Linked DNA regions of Gasterosteus aculeatus: region 2 is linked to region 1. The links are chromatin contacts, called in public Hi-C maps. All regions are on one chromosome and are shown on one strand. The core of a region is the stretch at or near the end of the contact, and the rest is flanking DNA. Distances in the headings are between cores, read along the strand shown. Region 1 overlaps suclg2 (succinate-CoA ligase GDP-forming subunit beta). Region 2 overlaps tafa4b (TAFA chemokine like family member 4b).

What was found. A called contact is a pair of places that touch in the nucleus more often than the background predicts.
Region 2: a contact with region 1 is called in a Hi-C map of skeletal muscle, with 5 times the contacts expected there. The contact joins two enhancer-like sites. A contact is called at or near these places in 2 of 6 Hi-C or Micro-C datasets (skeletal muscle and tail fin).

The regions. Positions count from the first base shown.
Region 1 is chr17:16,204,059-16,211,553 of fGasAcu3.hap1.1, forward strand. It overlaps suclg2 (succinate-CoA ligase GDP-forming subunit beta), which reads right to left. Exons shown (of 11, transcript XM_040204051.2): 10 at 2,222-2,342. Among protein-coding and RNA genes, the nearest start is that of LOC120835210, 48 kb to the left of the region's middle. Within about 2 kb of position 4,428, at least 1 of the 9 cell types and tissues checked has open chromatin away from gene starts, as enhancers often do.
Region 2 is chr17:16,429,445-16,436,939 of fGasAcu3.hap1.1, forward strand. It overlaps tafa4b (TAFA chemokine like family member 4b), which reads right to left. Exons shown (of 6, transcript XM_040204963.2): 5 at 5,505-5,629; 6 at 2,335-3,360. The coding sequence ends at 3,349. Among protein-coding and RNA genes, the nearest start is that of tafa4b, 33 kb to the right of the region's middle. Within about 2 kb of position 4,662, at least 1 of the 9 cell types and tissues checked has open chromatin away from gene starts, as enhancers often do.

The DNA of each region.
Region 1 (7,495 bases), core at 3,178-5,677:
GCAATGAGAGGTCATGTTATGCATTAATGCATCGAGTCATTCAGGTTTTCATTCATGTTCAATCTCGCTGTTGAAACCAACACCAGCACTGTATTAGCGGTTTGGGTATCTGAAGCAACTGGACAGCATTGATTTCCATTACCGTTCCACTTCCTGTCTGGTGCATTCATTGTTTATTACGTACAACTAAACTTTTAATGAGTGCATAGTTTTTTTTATTGCATTAAAAAGATGATTTGGTCAAAACAAGCCAGTATATTTTATATTCAGTGCACGCTGTGTATGCAAATGTACACGCATGGTTCTTCGTGTGCATCAGCTGCAGCAGATGGCTATTTTAGCTAAGATGACACCGTCTGGACTGAAAGGGCCTTTTCAACCATACTATTGGACCCTGCATCTCTTTTTGAATGAAGTGGGAGGAATATGGCCAGATCACCTTTTAAGGAAGAAAACAGCCCCTATTCTCTGAGAGACAGTTGGAATAAATCAATAGAGCAGGGAACACACTTATGCGAATGCACTCACCTTTTTTTCTTCCTGGACCCTGAGGGCCATTCAAGGGGATTTTTTTTATCCCATAGTGGCATTCAGCCTCCTTACAGAGCAATATTTCCATGTGTGCACTGTGACCAAAGGGGGCAGTACAGTTCTTTGTGATGGATTGCTTCCATTCAATATTTTAAACGTGTGTGTGGGTGTGTCTGTACATTCTGGGCTGATTTTTTTGCGAACATTCGCAATGCACGAACATAAGCGCTTATACTTTAGCCACAAAATTGGGTTTGTTCTAGTTTGACTCCATGTCAGTCTGCAGCGCAAGTAACAATCAACTAGATACAAATTCAGCCCTATCAGACAACATGGCATCTCCTCTACGTGTGGGAATACGTAACTCTCCACCAATGTAATCAACCCAGGCCTTTTAAAAAGAGCCTCCCCAATTAAAAGTGTGCCAGTTAATCCATTCTGATCCCGTTGAAGAGCGCTGGGCCGCTCTCACTGCCCGGCGGTCAGCCTAGCAAGCTGAGCTGATTGATTCTGAACCAATCTTCTCCACAAGACCGCGGCCCAGGATGTAATGACCCACAGCTAAAGCTTGGATTAGGCCCGGGCCAGGAAAACGTGGTCGGCCCCGCCGCCAGCGTCGACCTTCTGTACTGAGGCTTTTTTTTGTGTGTCAGGTTGCATTACACGGTGTAGTGTGAGAAATATGTGGCCACTAATTAAGGGGTTTGTTTTGATGCCGTGCCGGCCCAGTCGCGTCGGTGGCCGTGCATTTCGGGAGTCCGGACACATGGTCAATCAGCAACGTTTGCTGAAATGGGGAAAAACTAAATTGGACACGCAAATTGTACCAGACGATACCCCGCAGGTTGTCCCTGAATCACAGAGCTACGCAAGTTTAGCTTTGGCTCAAGCAGGGAGAATAGTGACATGTCACACACTCTTAAGGGAGGGGGGGTATTCCTGCTTTGCCTAATGTGTGTCTCACATATTCCCCTCACCCTCTGAACAGCCGTGTCTATACCGTACTGTATAGTGCCTTCGTGCACAGCTTACGCGCCCTGACCTACAAACCATATTAGCAGTGTGTGAGGACATAGAGTATGAATTCCTCACACACACACACACCTCAGTGGGATCTTGACAATTAAGCTAACCACCAACTGGCCCCCCGCGCCTCCGGGAGTCACCGCTGCCATCTCTCACACACACACACACACACACACACACACACACACACACACACACACACACACACACACACACACACACACACACACACACACACACACACACACACACACACACACACACACACACACACACACACACACACACACACACACACCTGAGCGGGTTTCATTAGCATATACAGGTGAAAGGTGAACCAATCAGTGCATCTCGACTGTTATTCTGGCTGCTGCTAATGACGGTTGCGGCACAATGTGACACGTATGAGAAATGCACTGCTGTTCTTACTGGGCCACTGGGCCACAATGAAGACGGATCGGCTCCAGAGAGCCCAGCAGAAATAACACAATGGCTCGAAAAGTTTCAAACAAGAAGGGAAAGATGCGCTTCAGCTCCTGCAGCACTTGTGCGGTTTACCATTTTCTATGTAAAGTGATGATATTTATTATTATCAAATCCTCATTACGAAATAAATCTCATGTGTGTGTGTGTGTGTGTCTGTGAGGGGGGGCACGTTTTATACCTTCAAGCCTGACAACCAGCGGCACCTTTAGCTCCAGCTCTCGACACGCCTTGGTGATGCCGTTGGCGATGATGGCACAGTTGACGATTCCACCAAAGATGTTGACCAGGATGGCCTCGACCTGTGAAAGAAGGGAACAGAAAAAAAGAGTAAGTCAAGAGGCAGCCCCCCCCCCCCGTAAACAAAATCAAAATGGCCCTGTGCAAAGAAACCTTCATTGCAATGGCTGAACAAAGTGTGTCCAAACAGAAACACAACTATTGACCAATCCTCTGTAAAGTGAAGACGGTAGAAGCAGGTAAAATAGGCGACATTTGGGCCAAATAATTAAGCAGTATTTCATTGGGAGAAATACACGGGGAACAAAGGAAGCTCCACAGCCGACACGAGGCAACGCCATGTGTCATAATAGACGTTTGAAAGTGTGCAGCATACCACGCTTCTTTCCTCCAATCAATTCACAGATTTTTTTTGCAATAAACAGGGTTCATATTTTCTGATGAGATCTCCCAGCTTGAAGTAGATAATGAAGGGTGTTCGGATGAAGGTGCGTCGACCTATTGTCACCCTTGGCAGAGGTCCTTAAACACTGTTCTGTCTGGATTCACAAGCTCGTGTCTACAGAGCCTTTCTTTGGGGAATGAAAAGTCGCCGATAACATTGACTAAGAGGCCAAAGGTGGATTCCAACACGAAACCCGAAATCAACACGGCGGTCTAGAGTTTTGCCAAACCATCCCACTGTCTGTTCCTTTCTGCTGTCTTGCAGTTTCTTTGCAAAATGAGCTTGAAGCTGATATCAGTAAGTAGTGATGCAAGGCGGCTAGTGTGTGTGTGTGTGTGTGTGTGTGTGTGTGTGTGCGCGCGCGTGCGCGTGTGTGTGCGTGCAATTACACTAACAATCTAGCACTTGGTAATTACCCTGGCTAGCTCAGTGAAAAAGTAGACTGAGAGCAAACAGGATTAATCCTCCGTGTTTGTTTATAATCACTGCTAATCTGTTAGCGGCGATTTGGATGAGCAGCTTGTGGGTGTTTGTGTGTGCGGCTGGTGAACGTGTATTTTTTTTCAGTATGTGGTAATGATGTTTAAAGGGATCAAGGACTTGGATAGCTATCAGAGCGACATTGTCCTCTACGTGCCATCCTAATGACCATCTCCTTATAAACAGCCCAGAACGACACAAGGCCAGGAAGGAGCTTGACAACAAAAACAAAACAAAAAAACAGCAGCACAAAGGCTCGGACATCATGCAAAGATAATAGAGCACGCCGTTATGTGAGCACGGAGAAGTGTTTCACGCTGATGGAAGTGTATCGCACAGGGATGTGGCCGAGGGGGATAAAGGCAGGGAAACATTATTACCTGTAACTGTACATTGTACACAAACTGTACACATCATAAATGAAAAACAAATACAAGCAAAATGATCACTAACTAATACAGGTAAAATGATCTCTTGCAAAACGGGGTATTTTGTGCATTGTGTAACTGTAAATATGTAATTGGCCCCTCCAGCAATTTAGTGTTGCCTGAAACAAATAATGCAACACGTTCATGAAGCAATGGTCAAATATTGTGACTTTTAGTAATTCGTATGAGACTGGACAAGGTGATCACAGCCAGATGTACCAACACACACACACACACACACACACTGCACAGCTCTGCCACAGAACTACATTCACACACTTGTGAAAGAAAACTACATTAGTACCCAATACTCAGCAGTCATTTACATGTGTCAGGAGGCGCGGAGTGAGGGGACTGCGTGTGAGTTGAGCAGTCAGAGAAGACACGAAGGAAAGAGGTGTGAAATGTTCACGGCTTGTTGACCCTCAGACCTCGGCCGTGTACTAAACCGTTCTTCTGACAGCCTGTTACCTGCAGTTCACACATGTATGCATGTGTGTTGCCCCACTGCCCTGCGCAGGTGTGGCAGTTCAACTTTGCCACTATCACTACGAACAGACGGCCAAGTTAAAGAGACGCGAAGGAGAAATTCATACTTCAATATAACCGACCAAATCTGTAAGCTTGAGTCTGAGCATTTACTCTTTCTGATGCGTTTTAAATCCGGTAAACATACCGTACTGACATGAAATGAATGGAGGTTAACAGTGATTGTGGCTGTGTTACTCACACATGCCCAGTGAATCAATGATGGAGTCACAGCTATATGGGACACTTACCTCATGATATCAGTGTACTTTGGCACATAATGACGACTACTTGCCACAGGGTTCGAGTCGGGGTCTCACACAGACACACAGAGCATTATCTGGCCCCCACTGGGGGGCAGCAGAGATTTAGATGCCTTTTTGCAGCCCCACCGGAGAAGGCTCGGTTTGCGGCCCATTTTTCAACTCTGTCTCTATTGGGAAGAACCATTTTTCTTCCATTCATGCGTCTCCTATTGACACCCATGTATATTAATGGTACGTAGGACATGGTTTATGCCGCTTGGTAAAGAAATAAATACGGTTTATAGAAATATGGATGTGGTGAGAAGGACTTAGTTGCACTTTGCTCTACGTTTCCTCTTCTTTAGGTTTGCAAGCAAGTCTACAGCCTACAGAACATTACTTGTTGGCACAAACCGGCAACATGTATACATTGAATGTTTAAGTAGAGCCACGTTTGCCCACTGCGAGTAAATTACAGATGCAGAGTAACAACACCACACACAACTGTAATTTGAAGAGAGATAATGTGGTAACTACTGTGTGCCCAGAGGGAAAACAGCCTATAATTGAAAATATGCAAAAACGCTGAAGCTAAGAGCCGAAAAGGCACGAATGTGTGCATCTTTTTCATCTCTGTAATCATGTTCTCTGCGAGGACGGTTAATTCAGTACTTAATAGCAGTATTTACCTTTGATGAAGCAAATTGGTCCTTTTGCAGTGGACTGCACAATCCTCATTAGTTATAAAAAAAAAAAATGTCATTTTAGCGAGGTACTCGTCCGTAAGAGGTTAAAATACCACAAGAATAGACTCACCAAAAGAACAGAAGTCTAATTTAGGGTCAACCTCTTTGGCTAGATGCCCTCTCTCCAATCAAGAGGCTAACAACAGCTCTGCTCCACTCAGCTCACAGTGGCTCACAAAACCAGCCTTAAGGTATGAAATAACATTGCACACGGCAATCTGTCAGATCTGAAATCTCCTACACCTCTCTGTAGCATTTTCCCTCAGTTATTCCTTTCTCCTTAAAGGCATTCCTTTCAGGTGAGCTAACTTAGCAGCGGGATGAATTTCTTTCATCAGAGCTCAGCATAAGGCACCAGGTACAATGTGCCAGCTCGCTCTTTTTAGCGAGATCTTTGTGCATTCTTTCAGGCGCTGTTACGGCGTGAGCCGGTGCCTTCTACCTGGGCCTGCGCTGAAATGATTCTAATTTCACAAAATAGGATCATTGCTGTCGGCATTCCAAATCCCCGCCAAGGCTCTTTTTTTGCCTCGAAGTAAAAAAAAAAAGGCCTTCACGGGGGAAACAGGCTTTTCTGCCTGCTATTGTGCGCCTCACTAAGTGCAAGAAATGTAACCCTGACAATTGGACACGCTCACATGGGCCTGTATGGTACTCCTCCCGCCTTTGTTTTTATGTTTCCTGGATGCATGTTTGACTAAATGTGCATGTACTTACAAAACGCACATCAATGGGGAAAACGTTACGGACTGAAACATGAGCGCAACATCGTATAGGCACGACACATGCTCAGTAAGTCTTCATATTCCTTCCACAGACTGATTAACAGCAAACAAACATGTTGTACTTCTCTCCTCCAAGTTTCAACCCAGAGGGGAATAGAAGCATTGTGTTTCCTCGCATTCTGCACAGCTTGTTGTCACAAGCTGCACGTGCGTTGCTGAATTATCACTCAAACACACATTTTCATGCCCATACCCCTCTTAAGCGCCGCTAATCTCTCTGCAGGAAAGAAAGGAAAGGGAAAGCATCTTGTTTCCTTTGTTACCAGCGAAGCAGATAGGAGTAAGAAAAGGCAGGGCTGAAGATGGGGGTTTGTCTCTCTGTGGCCTATTAAGGGCAATTGTTCTGTCTTATCTACTGGAGACAGCCTGCACCGGCACCGCCTGTTCTGGCAGGGCTTGTTTATTTGTTTTTTCGATCGGCAGAGAGCCCCGTGCTCGGCCTGGGGCCACAGGTTAACATGCACGGCTTCCAAATCAAGGCAGGCTTGCGGACTCTAATCACACTTCTTGCAATGACTGTACGGCTGTTCAGGGAAAAACAATTATTTAGTTTCTGTCCTAGTTTGACGCGAGAAGGGAGTAAATTGTCTTACATGGTCAAAGTGTTGTCTAGGATTTTTTTGCATATATCTTTTGTCTGGACTTGATGCCAGAGGTTTCGCCTGTCTCGCTGCATCCGAACCATAAAGCACTGAGCTTAGCCACCGACCATTTACATTGGATGGGAGGGGGGGGGGGGGGGCAGCAAAAAGGGACGCGAGAACTCGGGCCTGTGACAATTGGATGGAAGTACAACAACACAACATTATCCCGCGTACAAAGCAAATGTCGTGATGGCACCAAATGATCACTGAAGAGTGTTGTTGATACCGGTTTCAATAAAGATAAGCAATACTCGGCCTGGTTACAAGAGACAGAGGTAGGCGCTGTCACAACAGAGCACTCGCACTTAAAACAGTTTCTTGGAATTCCTTAAATTTCTCCCGCTGTGTTATTGTGCTTCGTGTCACAACACAAAGAGAAGGCTCTGTGGATGAGCACGCTTCCATAAGTTCTGTCATATATTCAAGGCGACATATATATATATATATAGACACCCATGCAAAAATGCAAAGAAAAAGTGCTCATGTAGCGATCTACCAGCTACTTTGAGCTTCAATTCTGTCAAACCGAGGAACTATTTTGCCCGTGCATATCTATTCTCAGAGAGGATACGGAACAAGACAGAGGATGACACAAAGAGTCTGAGCGAAGAGAAGGTCTTGAAGTCAGAGAGTGAGGCGAAGTGAAACAGATGGAAGAAGAGAGATGGAGAAGAAAAGAGACGCAAAGAGGTGATGGGAAGTGGTGCGGCCCCTAACTTCTATTGAAGGCTAAGATTGGCGCTGGCAAGGAAGGATAAGAGGGAAATAATTATCCGGCCTGCTGAAGCATGACAGCCTCTTCTTGGGACGGCGGAGAGACAGACTGAGCATTACGCCAAAGATTGTCAATAGGTGTCTCCAGCAGTGACATGGCCAGACAGCGGCATCTGAAGTTTCACCTGACGGGAAAAAAC
Region 2 (7,495 bases), core at 3,412-5,911, 230 kb after region 1:
ATAAGCCAAGACAACGGTGTTTCTTCTTCATACTTCTCCCTCTCTAGGAACCGATTGTGCGAATTGCCGACAAGTGTGATGATGGACTGTTGGAGGTTTGACGATGCAAGTGGCCTCTCGGGAGCCACCCGGGCTTAGCGCATAAACAAAGACATACACACACACGCGTCCCCTCTCTCAAACACAACAGCTATGTCTCTCTCTTTTTCACTTTAAGGCACCTCGTTGTTCTTCTTTTTTTCCGTCTCTCTCAAGCCGCCCAACATCTCTCATTAGCATGTCTTTCTTCTGCCGGCATGTCCTCCATGCTGTTTGTTTGTCTCTGCAGGTCTTGCTCTCCGGGTCCCACCAGTTGCTAACCCTGTGGAGATGAATGCAACCAGTCTCTATTGGACCTGTGGGAGGTTCGACTCCCCACCGACACATTAAAGACGCATCCCCTTTCAGTTAGAAAAAAGAATGGGCCTGTAAGCACAAGCCATACGTTCATAGACATATTCATATATTTTATTTGAAAGCATTTGGTAACAAGGACGTTAAAAGTGTTTTTTTTTACAAAACAGATCACAGAACTGATGCTAAAATTGCATGGTATGTGTATGAATATGGTAATACGAAATCCCTCCAAGCTATCTTGAGGCCTCCTAACAAGTCATCTTCCTTCTCACAGGATGCTTCAGGGCTGGCCGAGGCCGTACAACACTCGTTAACACACATACCATGGTAAACTTTTGCAGATTTTCTTGCTGAATAGCGGTGACCTGAAACGAGCTGTGAATCGGTCCCGGGCAGATCTTATCCGTCCGTCTAAGCATCGTAGGAACTACGAGGGGGGAGCCGCAGCGTCAGACCGCAGCCACCAGGGAGCATCGCAGCGCAAATTGTCCTCAAATATTGATTCTGCTGAAGAGAGCAATGTAGGACGGAGGGAGAGAGGCACCAGCCTCATCTACAAAACACGAAGCCTCTAGGGGAGAGATGGAAATAGAGGGGAGGAAGCCCTCATATTCACTTCCTCTGCTGATTCTTGTTACATTACAGGTCATATAGCTGACGCTTTTATCCAAAGCGACTTACATTACAATTTAAACCCATGGCTTTTCTACATTTTGCCCGGGGAGCAATTAGGGGTTAGGTGTCTTGCTCAGGGACACTTGACTTGAGACATGGGGCAGCCGGTACCCGAACCACCAACCTTGCGCCACGACGACGATGATGTTGTCACTCATTATTATGTTTGTACGTGGGAGTGGTTGGAGCTGTCGGACGGCAGGTACGTTTTTGCGTGAATGTGTGCTTGCGGATGCGGCTGCATAATGTCGTCTTATTCCCGCTCTAAATGGACCACTGCTGAAGGAAAGAGGGCATTGCGGGGCGACTGGCCTAACTGCAGCACTGCACCGCGGGCCTAAAAATATTCCATGTCAGTGGTCCCGAGAGAAGCCCGGTGCTATCCGAGCCTCTCAGTAATGAGAGAGTGGAGCTGCCTGCCACTGGTAGCCCTGCTGTCCCCCAGATCCCTCTGGCTCACGGCTCTCGCACCGCAGCTGGAGAGGCAGCAGCTCAAGCTCCCACAGATTTATCCTAGCGCACAAAGCAGCATGTCTGAAAGCAGAGGCTCGCATTCGCCCCCCCCCCCCCCGCCCGCCCCCCGGGCAAGCTAACCCCTGGGCACACTGACCCTACACATTCACATATCAGAGAGGCAGACAGATGCAGTTTGCGAAAAAACGACGCAGCACTTGCATGTGTGTCCACAGGAGGAAAAAAAAAGAAAGCATGAAACAGCAAACCGGCACAAACGGCTGAGAAAAGAATAACTACGGCATGTGAAAACTACTTCAACTGTGCCATCTATTGTATTCCATGCAATGTTGCACGGAAGAAAGAGAGAGAGAGGTGGGCACAAGAGAGCGACAGAAGGGTTCAAAGAAGAGGCGACGGTGAGCAGAAGAATGGATGGAGATAATTGAGAGATTTAAGGTGGTTGTTGGGGCCGCTACGTTATTGTACTCTGCGCAGTAATGATCGAGCCCTGTGGGAGGAAAAACATGTTTGCAAAGGGATGGCTGAACTGCCATTATGGATGGTAATTATTTCAGTATATCTTACTGAAGGGTTGATGTGAAGTGTGCAGGGGGAGGGGGTGCTTCTGGCGGCAATCAATAGGCAATGTGCGCACAAAAACACATTGCATTCCCAAATAAACGTAATTAAAAATAGCCCTATTCATAGGATTGTTTTGTGTTTACAGTGCCTTTGCAAATATCAAACGTGAATATTACCAGGGAGACAGCAGAGAGCATTCCAAATAAACAACATAAAGACAATTAGTCCTTCTTGTTTGAACATTTTATGGGCCTCCTTTTAACAGTTAACATAAGAGATGTCACAGATTGAATATAATAGATCAAAGGTATATAACTTTGAAGGCTGAGCTCAGAAATGTTTCTGGGCAAAAATGAGACGAATGAATCACACTTTGCTAGTTCATATTGTGTCAAGCTTTACGTAAGTAAGGCTCTAAAGTCAGAGCCATTTTGAACCAATTACTACTCAGGAATAATGGGGCGTGATATATATTTATATATTTTTACCTACTCCAAGTGTTAAGACATTTTACAAAATGCTCACCTCCAGTTCCATGTGACATCCACAGCAAAAAATGGGAGATATCTAGAAAAACACAAAAACATTTCCCCGTCTTCAACTAGTGCAAATATCTTACATGAATTTAAATATGCCATTATGATCCTACATTCCTAATTAGAACTGCAAAGTTACTCCTGTAAAGCAGTGTTCATGGTCGTGACTTGACCAATTACAGCAATTTGATGCTAATTTGCTAATTGCTAGTTATCAGCTGCTATCATCTCCATTGTCTCCAGTACAAGCTCTACATATTGACCGCCAGTTCGTCCAATGTGTCCAGCCAGACTCAAAGCACAGCTTTTAGTTCACATCTCAAAATCCACAAATGCTTTGTTGAAATATATACTTTGAAATGCGTAATCACTCTTTAAAATCAGCCTCCTCTTGTAATCAGTCCACATTTTGTCCACTATTGCAAAATAAGAATCCACTGGTGTCCAGATATACCCTGGGTTTCCATGATTGTAGTCCATTGTTCTCAACACACAGCATACTGTGCAAGCTGTACATGTGGCTCCATGTAGCCGAGAGTACATAGTTTGTGATGAGTGCATTTTATTCCATTGTTTTGTGATGGATGGCCTGACGGTGTCCTTTCCTTTATTATTCCCCCCATCGTGCAGCGAATATGTGTGAGTCATCCAGCATGTTCACATGGAGAGTTTCAGGTTTCCTCGTGGCTCATTGTCTCTCTTGCTATCGTGTGACCTAAAAAAGAGAAAATATCACAGATAAGACAGGAGGATCAGTGTCACAAAGAAATGTAATTACATACAAGTGTCCCACTTCACTGCCAGTGAATGAATGTTCCCATTAGTAAGAGTCAATCAGAGGTCATGGGTGAATATTCCAGACTTTCCGACTAGGATTGAAAATGTCTCTTTGCCGTCTGACTGTTTCCAGGAACCAACAGTGTCTTGGCTGCTCGAGCTGGATTTCACATGTCTGGGAGCTGTAATAGTTTGTTTACACCTAGTGTGGAAAACATATAATTGGAGATGTACAGAGGTTGCTTTCCATCAACAAACCAAAAGAGATGTGCTCGTGTATTGAAAATGTCATTATAGTCATGAGAATGCTGACCATTCGGAGAACATTTCACCATAAATCCAGCAATATGAAATGGGACTTGTGAGGATATGTGTCTGATGTCTTTGCTCAACAGTGTTGTGGTTTCTCTGTCAGGCTTCTTTCCACAGCACTCCTACGCTGTGTGGGAGGCAAAGAGATGGACACAGACAGATCATCATGGTGAATGGGATGCTGAGATGGTGAAAGGAGGTCATGGGTAGAAAGCGAGACGCAGGATAAAGAAGAGAGACACAAAGGGAGCAGGAGAGCAGGGCCGCGCGCACAGTTGCCAGGGAATCGTTGTCTCATTGCAACCATCTTCAGTGACATCTGCAACCAAGTTTCCAAATAACTGCTCCCCGGTCAGCAGGGAGGCACCTTGCGAATGCACAATTAATGCCCACCGATGCCGTCCGCCGTTGGCTCCTCATTTCTCTCTCACCTGAGCGACTAGTCAGAAAGGGTGGGAGACAAAAGGAAGAAGGAGGAGAGAGATGGCACCATGCAACAGAATGAGGATAATTGCACCTAGCAGTCCCAGAGTTGGTGTTAGGCAAGAGGGTCGTTAATTCCACTGCCTATTACTGAGCCCAGCGGTGCCTCTGTTACTCAGTCCATCCCACTCACCAATTTAATTATGATTCTTAATTGTAAAGCCTCTGCGGAAGGGCCCCAGCTTTAATGCATTCTAATGAACGCGACAGATGTTGCGCTGTTACGCCATCTCCCGAGCAATTACTCTTATGGCGCCGGCGCCGCTTTCCTCACAAATGTTTATTTTTTTTATGTTTCACCTGTAAACAAACTGCACCTGCTCAGTCTCACGACAAACACGTGCACACACACACACACACACACACACACAGCCCAGCAGTCAACCCCGCAAATTAACTTTCACACTTCAACGGCTTACAAAGGGCCATGAAGGACTTTCATTTAAATCACTTTGTCTCATCTAGACAGTGTCAGTTTACATGGAATCACACACTGGTGTTCTGGGGTACAGAGTGTATACAGGTCCGGTGTTTTGCTCATCAGTTTATTGTCAGCCTCGTCAGAGGAGACACGGTTACAGCAGATTAACAAATAAGGTTCACTGGGGGAGCTTGCTTGTTGATTAGCTCCGTATCCGTGTCATTGACGTTAGAAACTAGTGCTTAGATTGGATTACACTCATTTGTGGGCATCTTGAAGATCAAAAAAAACCTTTGTTTATAAGATTAGTTTGCTCGGGTGGCACTTCTTCTTGTGCAGTGAGATACAGGATGAAAAACATCATTGAGGGGCAGCAAGTTAAAAAAAATGTTTCCCAAAAGTGATTAATGCAAGATGTTCCACGGGTAATAAAAGTAATCAATTTGATAGAAGATCAAGGCAAATTATTCATCATAACAATAACAATGACAATATCAGTCATATTGTTATTTGTACTTTCTGTCGATCTTATGTTTCTAAATTGGCTTTTTGAAATGAACACTTGATGTGAACACAGATTATTTACTTTTTTGTTGCTTAGAAATAAGAAGTTATCAAAGACTGCAGTAATTTAATTCAGCCGGAAGGTGATACTGTGCATATATTTAAAAAAAACTAGAACAGGCAAAATTAAAACAGAAAGGAGCTTCAGAATGTGCGAAATGAGATGTGCATCCAATGTACGGACAATGGATCAGTGTTGAAAATGACACTTCTAGACAGACGTAGGGAGAAAGAGAGACAGGCATGCAAACACTTTATACAACTAAGCAAGCTCAGACAGTCAAGAAAGTCATTCTTCTCACCTTGGTGGTTTTGACTTTATTGCCAGTGCTGCAGGACCAGCCAGTCAGGTCCGGCAGGACCTTACACTCCTCTCCGTCCATACACGGGTGCATCTGGCACCACCACTTCTGGACTACGATGGAGGCTGCAGCAGGAGATGGAGGTTGAGAGGCAGAGAAAGACAGCGGGTTAATAAATAGATTTTATGATGTAATAAAAAACACTGACATTAACTTAAACTAAAGAAAGAATAAAGGGGTATATGCAAAACAAACAAATATTATTCACTGTGGACAATAATTAGCCATTACCTACACAAGAACTCTGTAAGGTAATGATTTACTTCATATCCACAGTCAACATGAACTATTATTGTCCATAATAACAAGCATTCACATTCGCTGTCCGTGGTGCTGATCCTATAACTGGGACTGCACTGGAACCAGCAACATAGAAAGCACTTGTGACAAACCACCCATAGGCTTTATCATCTGTAATATGATTAGTGCAAGAAGCTAAACTGTAAAGCAGTTACCTTTTTTCATTTTAATCAGATTAATGTAATCCCTCAACATGGGATCTTAAAGCCTGTGCTGAATGGTTGAATCTGGCAACCACAGGAGAGCAAAATGAAAGAAGGTAGAAGTGGGGAATACGACGCCTGTGTCGTACCGAGGCAGCGATGACTGACAAGTCATTAAACCGTCCTGGATGAACCAATCAGATGCTGCTGATGTTTTGACAGAGCAGCGAAGATCTTTGAAAAAAGAGTCAGAGGTGGCTTTGTTTGTATTTTGTCATCTGTGCCGATGTGTGAGTCACCTCTGATAGTTTAAAAGAAAATGACTGATTGAACTTCCCTTTTGTTTCTAATACAATCAGCAAAAAACAAGGCATATTTAGACAACGAGCTAATATTCCAAATGTGGAATGCAGAGGGCAAGAACAAGATTGTGATGAAGCAATGCTATGAATTATAAATTAGCTTTCTCTGATTATTTGAAGCAAAAATACTAATGTTTGCAATCTACTGTATTATTTTTTAAAGCATTAACGCTGTTTCGGAAACTCGTCTTTCTTGCAATACAAAATAGGAAAAGGAGATTTTTCAGTCGGATTTCTTATTCAGTAATGATTTAAAACAAACTTCCCTCTTTCCATCTGTCTAGAAAGAGGAAAAAACAACAACTCAGCTTCAGAACTTGGCATAATCTACAATGAATCCAGTGCTAAAACCCAAAGTCTTAGTAGCTGACTCTTCCAGATCATCTGACCCAGTGTCTCAACAGCCTGATGGCTGAAAATAACTCCTCCTCTCCCAACTCATCATCCACCTATCCTCCAACTTCATTTAACTGGATTGATGGATTGAAATTACGATCTGTGAAAACTACTGCTTCTGACAATGGGAGAATTTTAGGGGATATTGGCAGGAGAAAGGTCTCTCAATTGCGTACTGCTCAAGAACATGGAAAAATCTTTTCAAGATTCATGTAGGAAGAAAAACTGCCTCTGAGAAATTGAGGGACACGGGAGGAAGACAAGGCTAAAGAAAAGATGTTCACCAAGAAAACACGTCTTTGTGTTGCGGAGATGAGCAGCGAGAGGAACACAGAGAGACGTCCTCAGACGAGTGAAGGCCGTCTGAGGACGACCATGGCCGAGTTCAAAAGAGAAAAGAGCAGATTAAACATATGAGCAGAGGGAAGCTTAGTGAAGAACTGAAGCTGTGGGGAAATTGGCAGCACGAATGCAACTGCAGAGACAGGAAGACACATTTTGGGAGAAGCAGGAAGTGAACATAAAGAACTCGCAGCCATCACGGGGCGCAGTGTTGAACACACTCCTATGATGCATGAGCTCAGTGGCAGTAAACGGTTCTAAAAACCAATGGCTGTGTAATGCTCGTTAATGTGGCCATTATGGTGTTGACGACGGTACTTTGCACTGCAAGAGCGTTAATGGGCATGGCCTGTGAGTGCTATTATGGAGTTAAGAGTTCCCTTCAGCT